Linked DNA regions of Zea mays: region 2 is linked to region 1. A link is a contact called in public Hi-C data. All regions are on one chromosome and are shown on one strand. The core of a region is the stretch at or near the end of the contact, and the rest is flanking DNA. Distances in the headings are between cores, read along the strand shown. Region 1 holds the start of LOC100283339 (glutaredoxin homolog 1). Region 2 holds the start of LOC100191657.

Region 1 (5,787 bases), core at 1,225-3,724:
CCACTCGTACTAGTTATGTCATTAGCTTGTGAGGAATGTACTAGTTATGTTATTAGCTGGTGACGATGGATAACTCATTCTTTCCACAAATCAAACAAATAAACTAAAGAGTGAGATGACGATGGACCAATTTATTCCACACACCAAACACACCCAAGAGTTTGCCTCAAATCCCATGATGATAATCACTATGCAGAGTCCTAAATTAAGAAGAGAGACCCGCTAAATGTTTTCCGTGAGTGTACTACACTCCTGGCGTAATATTTTTTTCTTGGAACCACAATACTTCAGCAGTAAGTGAAACAATAGGACACATATAAGATATTGCAGGTTAACGACATACCACTTAACATTTGTCAGGTAATTTGTTCTTGGTTATTTTTATTCTATAAATATAGCAGCCAGCAGGAGGGGAAATTTATATAGAGAGCAAAGCTGTACAAATTTTTTGCAAAGAACTGTACAAAAAAGAAGCAAAAAGGACACCAATGATTAGTTCTTTGTCACTCATTATTGCCATAATCAGTGTTCATCCAGCACCTAACCAAGTGATTTAATCTCATGTCATAAGGACAAACCAAATCATGAACTTGCATAGAAATTCAATTGTGCCACAATCCATAATGGTACTGCTGTACTTATAAGCTTTTATAACTATTTATTTCTATTTCAGCAAAACAGTACAATGAAAACATGCCAATTTTTTTCAGCTAATGGTAATACCTACGGTGCATACAGCCAAACTATGAATTACATAAGTCACTGAAAAGAAAAAACGAACAAATTTAACTATTTAAGTGCACTCACTTTCCTTATCCAACTCAATGGCCTTGTAGCTTGCTCCGAGCTTCTCGAACAACTGCTTCACACGGACGCAGAAAGGGCAGGAAGTTTTGCTGCACGTAACCCAATATATGAATCAGCCACAGAGCATGGGGAAATAGATCAAAAGAAAAGAAATGGTAGAATAAATGATTGAACAATGAGATTTGAATACCAAACATAGTACTATGACATCAACTTTATAAGTCGTAAAAAAATCAATTGTTTCATTGCAGGAAGTTGAACACTAGAACAGTACAGACCACAGATAGTGAGCATTTAGCAGTGCCAACAAGCTTGGAAGTGGTAATCACCTCAGGAACTTTTGTGGTAGAATTTAAATTGAAAAAAAATCCTAAGGATTAGGATTTGAGTCACATCACCCCTTTCCAAATTTGCCTACTATGATTTTTTCGAATTGAAACCATCCCCATGTCCATTAACATGTAACGGAAATACAACGGGTAGCGTGCTTAACACAAACTAGAACGGGGACTGAGCAGAAAAGTCAAAAAGTCAAGAATTAGCAGTGCCCATAGTGATAGATCTACCTCAGAACGAGGACTGAGGAGAAAAGTCAAAAAGGCAAGACTAAGCAGTCCCCATAGTGATAGATCTACCTTAGAAAGGGGACTAAGCAGTAACCATAGTGAAGACCTGCCTCAGATTTAATCATTGATAGGAACGAGATACAGAGTGACAAGGTAACCATGCTAGCAATACATCCAGCAAGCGTTCCACACTTCCACCAGTAAGCTACTCTCAATACAAACAAACTGTAAAAAGAAACAGCGTATCTAGACATCTCCATCAACAGAAAATCTATACGACTTTATCAAGCAAATCTGCAGCCCATTGAAATGTGGACACCACATCTTTAGGGCTTTGGATAAACCCATTCCTGAAGACTTGAAGAGGGAATGAACTAATTTCCCTCTAAAACCCCGCCCAAATCCACTGCAATCTAGAAAAGAAGAAATTCAAACAAGCCCTTAGTGCCAGTTAATCTAGAAAAAGATCCTCTTCATTTTTTTCTAAACCCTTAGCGGAAGAAATTCAGACTTACAAACGTGACTTACTCTATCTATCCAAATAAGACGGGTACAATCCTGATTATGCATTTCCAACATTGGTTGGAGCAGATCTGCCAGGAATCGCGGGTTAGAACATACGTGAGGAAACTGAGGTCTCTAAAAATCAGTATAGATTCCTTCGTGTAACTTGCTCGCATCACTCTAAGAGATAAACAAAGGATATTCTCGCGGAAGGGGGACAAAAGAAGAATACGCTTTAACTCATATAGAGGGGAAAGGACGACTGAAAAATCCCCCCAGCTTCACCTCTCCCCTTTTCATTTGTTAGGATTATTCTCGAAGCCTACCTAGTCAGTAGTTCATGGTGCGCGTGAGAGAGGTAGGAAGGGAGAGAAAGACCTGAAGACGACGAGGGGAGCGGAGGCAACGATCTCCTTGGCCTTGGCGAGCGCCATTGCTCTCGATTCCGGGCTGGAGGTTGGGCTGGAGGTTGAGGAGGTGATTCCCATCTCTGGCGCTTTCCGTTCCTGCCGTATTTATAATATAAGGTGGGGGCGGAGAAGGGCGGCGGCGACGCGGTGGTGACCGGTGGGTCTGGAGTCTGGACGTCTGGTAGTAGAGTTTTTTCTATTATAATATTGATTTTGTGGGACTTGTCTCCTTTAGTACTCTCAATTTGATCTTCTATATAATAATATTTATAAGTTGATTCATCCTTTAAAATAGTACTCCAACCTTTTTTAATCATTTCCTTTTTTATTTCTCACCATTGACCATATTGCATCTCTCTATTTTCTTCTCTCCTTGCTCCCCATCGTCGGCTCGAGTCCTCTCTCTTCTCGCATTCAGCATCGCACCGACGGCACACAAAAAAACATTGCAGCAGCACGCCGGTGCTGCTGGATGGTGACCGTGCGGCCAACTGCCACCCTTTGCTACGGTCTGAACCACCAGACAGAAGATAGCAGTGTTGCTCATCGTCTGCACTCCTGCGTCTCTGCCTGGATTATTTGTGTTTCTATTATTTGTATAGCTGCGAGGGTAATGATAGGGTCAACTTATGTTCTGAGAAATAAAAAAAGAAAATAAAAATGATTGAAAATGGTTAGAATACTATTTTGAAGGATGAATCAACTTGTAGATACTATTACAGAGAAGACTAAAATGAAAGTACTAAAAGAGAGAAGCCTATTGAAATCAGTACTATAATAGCAAATAACTCCTGGTAGTAAGGACTAGGGACTCATCACTTGTGAGTCGTCACTCAACTATACAACATACGCTTGGCACTCGTTCCGTTCGTAGTAGTATTTAAATGTTCTGGAACTAATATGTAGTGATTAAATTTATCTAGATACATCTAAACACTCTATCTAATAATTTAGCTATTAACTACTTTTTAGTAAATTAGCTACTAGTTAGTTAGCTATTTGTTAGCTAGCTAATTCTACTAGTATTTTTTAGCCAATTAAATATTAGCTCTAGTACATTCAAATACCCCCTTAAATATATAATGTCGTGACTTTTTTTTGAAAATTTTAAGCATACGTCTTATTCAAAATATTTATTAAAAATATAAAATTTTAAGTCATGTTCAAACAAACCTTAAGTGATAAAATAAATCATAACAAAATAAATGATAATTTATTTTTTAAATAAGACGAGTAGCCAATTTTTTTTAAAAAAGTCAACGACGTTATATATTTAAGAATGGAGATAGCACAAGCTACTGAGGTGTGGCGCCGTCCCAAATTAAAGTTTGTTTTAGATTTTTATCGAATTCATACATTAATTGATGTATCAATTTTATATATGTGACTAGATTTATCACCATATGTTTGAATGTAGATATAAAAACCAAAAGCTAAAAAGAATATTAATTTAAGACAGAGCGAGTATTATATTTAGATCTCTTTGGAACGAAGGAAAAGTGGAGGAATTTTAAAGGATTGAAATTCTATAGAAAATTTTTCTACATGGCCCTTTGGAACAAAAGATTGAGTTCTTACAAATCCTATAAAATTCCTATGAAATAGACTATTGTATTGAATTTTGAAAGATTTTTAACATGAGGTCCAACCTCTTCAAAATGTTCCAATAAAATTATATGTGTCATACAACTCAACTACTACATTTTTCTTATATCTACGTTTTATCAATCCTCTATTGCAAAAAGGCCTTACTTTTGCTTTTTGGAGTTTTTTTGTTTATTATAGTTGCTTCTTAAAGCTTTAATTACTGTTTATTGTAGGTGTACATTTAAGATGCGCCATATACCCGAACCCCTAACCCACACACGCCCGTGAAACCGCGAGGGTTGGCTCTGATACCACCTGTAACACCCCGTCCAATCTCTAGACCAGCGGTACTTACTGAAAGGGAAATGTGCCCTTGGGCCATTTTTATAAATGTTTTGGTGATTAGATGCCCAACACATAGTGTTTTAGTTGATATGTGCTAAAGTGTTAAAGAGATGCAAATCAAGAATCAAGTTATGTCTCTAGCCTTAGTGAATTGTTTTTGGTACTAACATATTCCTATAAGTGCTAGGAACCTTATCAAATCAAATGAGATCAGATTTCATAAGGTTGGCGGTGCTCAGCCAGACTTGCATCAGCCTGAGAGTGCATCAGATAGTGTTCGGTGTCTAGACTGGTGCGCTCGACGAACTCGCCGCTCTCGAGAAAAGTTGGAGACGCTGCGGCTACAATTCACCAGACTGTCTGGTGTGCACCGGATTGTCCGGTGAACCAACAGCGCCCACGCCAACGGTCGACAACGCAATCAGCAGGTGACGCGTAGCCCAAGCCAACGGTCACCAGGCCGCACCGGACTGTCCGGTGTACCATCGGACTGTCTGGTGTGCCAAGGGGGTTGTGGCTGCAACGGTCGGCTTCGCCAAAAAAAGGAAAGAAATCACGACTGTTCACTGTCCGGTGGGGCACCGGACTGTCCGGTGGGGCACCGGACTGTCCGGTGAGCCCACGGACAGAAGGCAACTATTGCCTACCAAATGGAGCTCCAACAGCTCCTATCCTAGCTGCCTTGGGGCTATAAAAGGGACCCTAGGCGCATGGAGCAGTACACCAAGCATCTCTTGAACATGCTAAGACATCGAGACCTCACATTCGCGCATTTGATTCACTATGTTAGAGATTTGAGAACTTTTCTGAGATATAACTCCACTGTGCTGCATTCTTGTGCTCGCTCTCGTCTTGTGTGCGTGTTAGTGTTGCGACTCTCGCTTTTGTGTGTGTTGCTATTTCCTCCTTACTCCCGTGCTCATTCGAGATCTTTTGGTTAAGTGAAAGGGAAATAGGCTAAAACCTTTTCTTAATTGATTTTGGTGGTTGAATTGCCCAACACAAATTATTGGACTAACTAGTTTGTTCTAGAATATATGTTCCACAGGTGCCAAAGGTTCACAACAAACCAATACAAATATAAAAGAAAGGGTTCAAATCAAAGGAGCAAAGAAAACCGAAGGCTGCCCTGGTTTGGCGCACCGGACATTGTCCGGTGCACCAGGGAGAATCCCCTCCAACTGCTAAGCTTCGGGTTTCTGAAAATGGCTCTCCGCTATAATTCACTGGACTGTCCGGTGTAGCACCGGACTATCCGGTGTGCCAAGCGGAGTAACGGCTACATCGCCAACGGTCGTCTGCAAAAGGTGAACAGTGAGCTACATTGTGCGGACTGCGCGCGCAGAAGTCAGAGCAGGCGCAGATGGCGCACCGGATGGTGAACAGGAGCTGTCCGGTGCACCACCGGACTGTCCGGTGGCCCCACTTGTCAGAGCTCCAACGATCGAACCCTAACGGTTGGGTGACGTGGCTGACGCACCGGATAGTGTCCGGTGGCGCACCGGACTGTCCGGTGCGCCCTTCGACAACAGCCTTCCCCAACGACCACTTTAGTGGTTGGGGCTATA
Region 2 (5,566 bases), core at 117-2,616, 130 kb after region 1:
TACCTGTTGAGACACAAAACAGGATCTTATCAATGCAAAAATGTGTACAAAATGGTTTTACACAAGCGAATGAAGTTCACGGAAGGTGCAGCATGATTCTAAGACGATCTATAATAAATATTTTGTGTCATGATACTCGAAAGCGAATGAAGTTCACGGAAGGTGCAGCATGATTCTAAGACGATCTATAATAAATATTTAGCTCCAGGACACTAAGAATGTAAATCATGATCACCAGAACAATAGTAGAAGAGTGGACGATTTAATATTTAATAACCAACCAAATATTTCTAGTGACTGGGTACTGGATCGCACCATTACACCAGTATGTATTACTAGAAATGAGTACAGCAACCCTGTTACAGAATGAATTGGAAACCAAAAACATTTTGGTCTCCTAGTATTGCCAAAAGGCAAGGACTTATCTACCAACTGCCACAAAGAAAATGCACACCACTGTAGATATTTGATAGACTCTTCATGGAAAGCTATCAGGAAAAAGGAATCCAGGAACTTTAAACCCAACACCTTAATGTTAGTGCTTAACCTTCTAATAAGTGGAGGGTAATTGTCATGCATGCATAGTATTTACATGCTATGAACAATCATCCATGATTAGGCAATATGAATGAAGAAATAACGATTGTCAAGCCAACTAGATTATTATGCCCCATGAAAAGCCCTCCAACCTTGTTCCTAGATGCTTTGGCGACAAAGTTGGCGATAAGAACAATAATTGGCTTAACATTAGCCCAATCGGGACCCGAGTGTACAAAACAGAATTATGACTTACTTCAATGTAGCCTCGGCACTCTCGACGGTGACCTCATCATTGGTGGCATCGCGATTGAGAATTCCAAGATCGTAGTACTTCACATCCAACTCCAGGTATGGGAAGATGAGCTACACACAGTTCAACCCCATTTCATCCCGCTCGCATCAGCAAACCATCAAGTGATCAAATTATAGGTTACGTACTATGGATCTAAAACAGCAGAAAACAATATATAAATTCCACAGACCTTATCCTTTATCATCTTCCAGATGACCCGCGTCATCTCATCCCCTGAAAACAAAACAACCAAAGCAGTCCAGTCATCAGCTCATCCACACGCCTACGCCCACGCGAAACGAAAGAGAAGAGAGGCGGGAGGCTCATCCACACACCTACACCCACGCGAAACGAAAGGGGAGATGCGGGAGGCCGACGTACCGTCCATCTCGACGATGGGGTTCTGCACCTTGATGCGGCTCTGCTCGGCCACAGCGGCGGCGGCGGCGGCATAGCAGCGGAGCGAGGCGCCGCGGAGCACGCGGCTGCTCCCGGGGACATGGAGGCGCGCAGGAAGCAGGGAAGGAAGGCGGCCGCCGCTGGCGGGGTTTAAGGGGATCAGTGCTTTGGCCACCGCAGCGGAACCGGAGACGGAAGCACGAGCCATGGTGGTGGGGGCGGAGAGGAGGCAACGGGGCAGGAGCAGGTTGCGCATCCCACGTGCGGAGCGCGTGAAGGAGCACGCGGCGCGTATGAGGCGCGCCGGTGAGGGGGAGGGGACGAGGAGGCCGAGGCGGGGGCCGGCGCGGGCGAGAGGAGCGTGTCTGCGTGTGGCGTGGCGACTGGCAGGTGGCAGCGCTGGTTCAGCCGGAAGGGAGAAAACGTGCCCGACCCTACAGTTCTGGCACGTCGAGCGTCGCGTTACTGGTGCGGTAGCGACTGCAGTTCGGCTCGAGGTCACCAATCCGGGTTCCGGAGTATCACTGAGTAGTGAGTATTTTTTAGAAAAGCGAATATTATTAATATTCCAGTTTCTGTAGCGGTTGATACATTCGACTGTCAAACTCACAAACATGGGTTCTACATTGGAACGAAATCTCACATTCTACAAGGATTTCATAAATTTAAGCTTTCAAACTATGCTCTCAATCTATGAGTAGTGAGTATATATTGCCAACTTTTTTGCAATTTGGCCCTTTTTATGTTTTTTTGCACAATTATGCCCCTGGCAGTTTCATTTCAAAAAATGGACCCTTAGCTCGGCGTCGTCATCATTGGCGCCGAGCTTCTGTGTGCCGGCGCCAATAATATTGGCGCCTGTCTGCCTGACGTGGAGGCTTGGCTGGCAGTGACGTGTCAGGGGGTCGGCGCCATAGATCTTGGCGCCGACCCCCGTGTCGGCGGCGGTACACGTGTCAGGGGGTTCGGCGCCATAGATCTTGGCGCCGACCCCCTGTATTCAACGTGGGAGACAAAATTATGTCCCAAAATTTTGAACTCACGCCGCCCCCACTGGACCCCGCGTCGCCCTCCGTCGCCGGATCCCCGCGCCGCCCTCCGTCCTCCCCCGGCCCGCGCTACTCCACGGTCGGCGCTCCACCACCGGCCGGCGCCGCCCCGCCCGACCCGGCAGCCCCGCCCCGCCCCACAAGCGCCGCCGCCGCCCCGACCCTCGGTCGCGCCCGCATAGGTAAATTTTATATGGTTTTTGTTATTGTGTAAGCATTTTGTGTTAATTATGTTAGATTGTATTGCTATGATTTGTTGTTTTTTGAATGTAATGAATGTTAGTTATTGTGATAAATGCTGATTTGATTGAATATTATGAATGTGAGTCAAATGTGCATGTTTTTTATCCTCCCCGTGCAGGGGAGGTGCTGTCAAAATTTGCAATTATTATATATGAGTAATTTATAAGGTGGTTAGTATATTAGTGGGTGGTGGTTATATTTATACTTATTTAGGTAGTAATTAGTGGTTTGTGGTTAGGTAATAACCATCCACAGTTTATATTAAATGTTTAATTGGTGTTTCAAATAGATGGACAATTTTTTGAGCTTGTATCATGGAGGCAATGTGGAACAAGATCCTTATGGAAATGCCAAGTTCATTGATATGCGACACGTGCCGGTACTATTCGATGGTAGACCCTCCTTGAGAGATGTGTTTACAAAGGCTAAACAAAAGTTAGGTTACCATGAAGCTGATGACATTGCGGTTGACGGAGTGCTTAATATTGGTCATCCACTAAATGTCATAAGACGAGTCATCCCAGTTGATTGTCAACTGGATTGGGATAATTATATTACTTCGGCTATGAAGACCCATTTGCAACTCATGGAGGTTGTGGTGCGTCCGGTTGTAGTAGACCGTCCCCCTGAAGACTTTGATCGTGCTATCGATGACGTGTCAACTGTTCCTGATGCTCAATCTGGCCCCAATTTGATCCCATTAAGTCAGCCAGGAGATGGTCTGCAGACAGATTTAGCTGCGTGTATCCCTTTGGCACAAACCAATTGCAGTAAGTCTTATTGGCATTACATCTTCATTTTGGACCATGAACACTTTGCTCATTCCATTTGACGTGGGACTGATCATCTTGTACATGTTGCAGGAGAGACTCCTACTCTTGTGGTTGATCCTCAGACCGAGGCACGTGGCTGCTTCGGTGATGGTTTTATTGCCTCCAACAGTCCTGAGTTTAGGAATGAAGAGGAGCCATATGCCTTTGCTATGGCTGCCGATTCAGATGATGATCGCTCGGTTGGTGAACTCACAGAGAGTGACATTGAGATGTTGCAACGTGTTTTTCCAGACGGTCGGGATCCTAGAGTGCATGAGTTCAGCGATCTTAGTCTTTCTCATCAGGCAAATGCAGAAGGAAGGGATGATGAGCTGCTAGACGCTCCTGAGGTCGGTCCTAGCATGATGATTGAAAAGGGTAGGGTCTTCAAGGACCTAACTGCCTTGAAGAGGTGGTTGCAGCATTACGCAGTCTTACGTAAGAGGCCGTATAAAGTACTTCATTCGTACGAGAAACGTCGTTACACGGTTGTATGCGACAAGGATAACTGTTCATGGAGGGTTTGTGCTAGGATACACAAGATCACCGCAAAGTGGAAGATAACAAAAGTAGTGGGGCCACACACATGTGCTGAACATGAGTTAACGATGAAACATCGCCAATTGACATCAACCCTCATTGGGAAGCGACTTATGGGAATACTGCAGTCGGAACCCAATATGAAGGTTAGGACAATCATGAGGATCGTGGAGAATGTGTTTGATGGGTACAAGATAACATATGGTAAAGCTTGGAGGGCTAAGCAGTGTGCGTGGAAGATGATATATGGGGACTGGGAGTCTGGGTACGAGCAGCTACCTGTTCTTTTAAATGCAATGAAGGCGGTCAATCCAGGCATGCATTATGAGTACATCCCTAAACCAAATGCATGGATTGATGGGAGACAGATATTCTTCCGTGTAGGGATGACAATGGGTCGGGTTCGGATCGGGTATGGTAAATATCCGCCCGCGACAATACCCGCGGGTATTACTCATACCCGCCCGCGACTATACCCGCGGGTAGGATTTTGTACCCGTACCCGTACCCATCGGGTATCGGGCGGGTATCGGATACCCGCGGGTATAATTACACTCCATTGTTGGGCATGAACTTAGACTGTTCAACATCACTAATCTATCCAGTAAACGTGTTGATATCGCACTAATGTATCCAGTAAACATGTTCATATTGGATACTCGTGGGTAGGATTTCAGCCAATGTTTGTTCGCTTGTAAACAAAAACAAAAACAGCACTAATCGGGTTTCAGCCAATGTTTGGGCAGCAAAAAAACAAAAACAGCAAGGATCAATCTTGGACATGAAACCGGTCCGTCCAACTCGCTCGCTCGCTCATTCTGCAGGCTGCTCATCGCCGCCAGGGACGCCGCCCTGCTGATGCTGGCCGTCGTGGGGCCGTGCCGCTTCCCGCTCGACGGCGCGGACGTTGGCCACTAGCACCAGCAGCCCGGCGAGGTGAAGACCCGGCTCCTCGCCGTGGAGTACGGCCAGCTCCTGGACGAGCACGAGCAGCAGTCCGGCGACCACGGCGGGTTGCTAATTTGCTATCGCTAGTGGCGGCTGGTGGTGGCCGGCTGAGAGGCTGAGAGAGACGATGAGAGTGAGACCGTGACTGTGAGAGACTAGGGTTCCTGGGTGAATAAAGATGGACCATTGGGCCGGTTTTTGGTGGGCTGAAAATACATGTACTTTTAATTTTGGATATCCGCTAGGACCCGCGGGTGAAAGATAAAACCCGTACCCGACCCGATTTTATCACGAGTCGGGTATGGGTGAGACCCGCGGGTAAAATTTTGTACCCGAACCCGAATCCGACGGGTCGGATATCCGTGGATACCCGAACCCGCGGGTAAAATTGCCATCCCTACTTCCGTGCGTTCTGGTGCTTTCCCCAGTGTGTGGATGCCTTCCGGCATTGTCGTCCTGTCTTTTCAATTGACGGCACATTTCTTCTCGGTAAGTACCAGGGCACTCTTCTAATTGCCATATCCGTTGATGCAAACAACAAGCTAGTTCCCATAGCATTTGCTCTGGTTGAGAAAGAGAACAAAGACAGTTGGGGCTGGTTCCTGCGACTGGTCCGGATACATGTGGTTGGCCCAGGACGGGAAGTTGGTGTAATATCAGATCGGCACCAGGGAATACTCAACGCGGTCCGTGAGCAGATCGATGGGTACCCTCCTTTGCATCACAGGTGGTGTACTCGACAC

The links. A called contact is a pair of places that touch in the nucleus more often than the background predicts.
Region 2: a Hi-C map of tassel shows a contact between it and region 1, with 3 times the contacts expected there. The contact joins the promoter of LOC100191657 here to the promoter of LOC100283339 in region 1. A contact is called at or near these places in 2 of 25 Hi-C or Micro-C datasets (leaf and tassel).

The regions. Positions count from the first base shown.
Region 1 is chr2:31,460,709-31,466,495 of Zm-B73-REFERENCE-NAM-5.0, forward strand. LOC100283339 (glutaredoxin homolog 1) reads right to left here and starts at 2,475. Exons shown (of 4, transcript NM_001156240.2): 1 at 2,256-2,475; 2 at 808-896. The coding sequence starts at 2,365. LOC109943984 (a long non-coding RNA gene) reads right to left here and starts at 2,249. Exons shown (of 2, transcript XR_002267130.1): 1 at 1,902-2,249; 2 at 1,010-1,786.
Region 2 is chr2:31,594,741-31,600,306 of Zm-B73-REFERENCE-NAM-5.0, forward strand. LOC100191657 reads right to left here and starts at 1,367. Exons shown (of 15, transcript NM_001137086.1): 1 at 1,214-1,367; 2 at 1,023-1,066; 3 at 794-903; 4 at 1-3. The coding sequence starts at 1,220.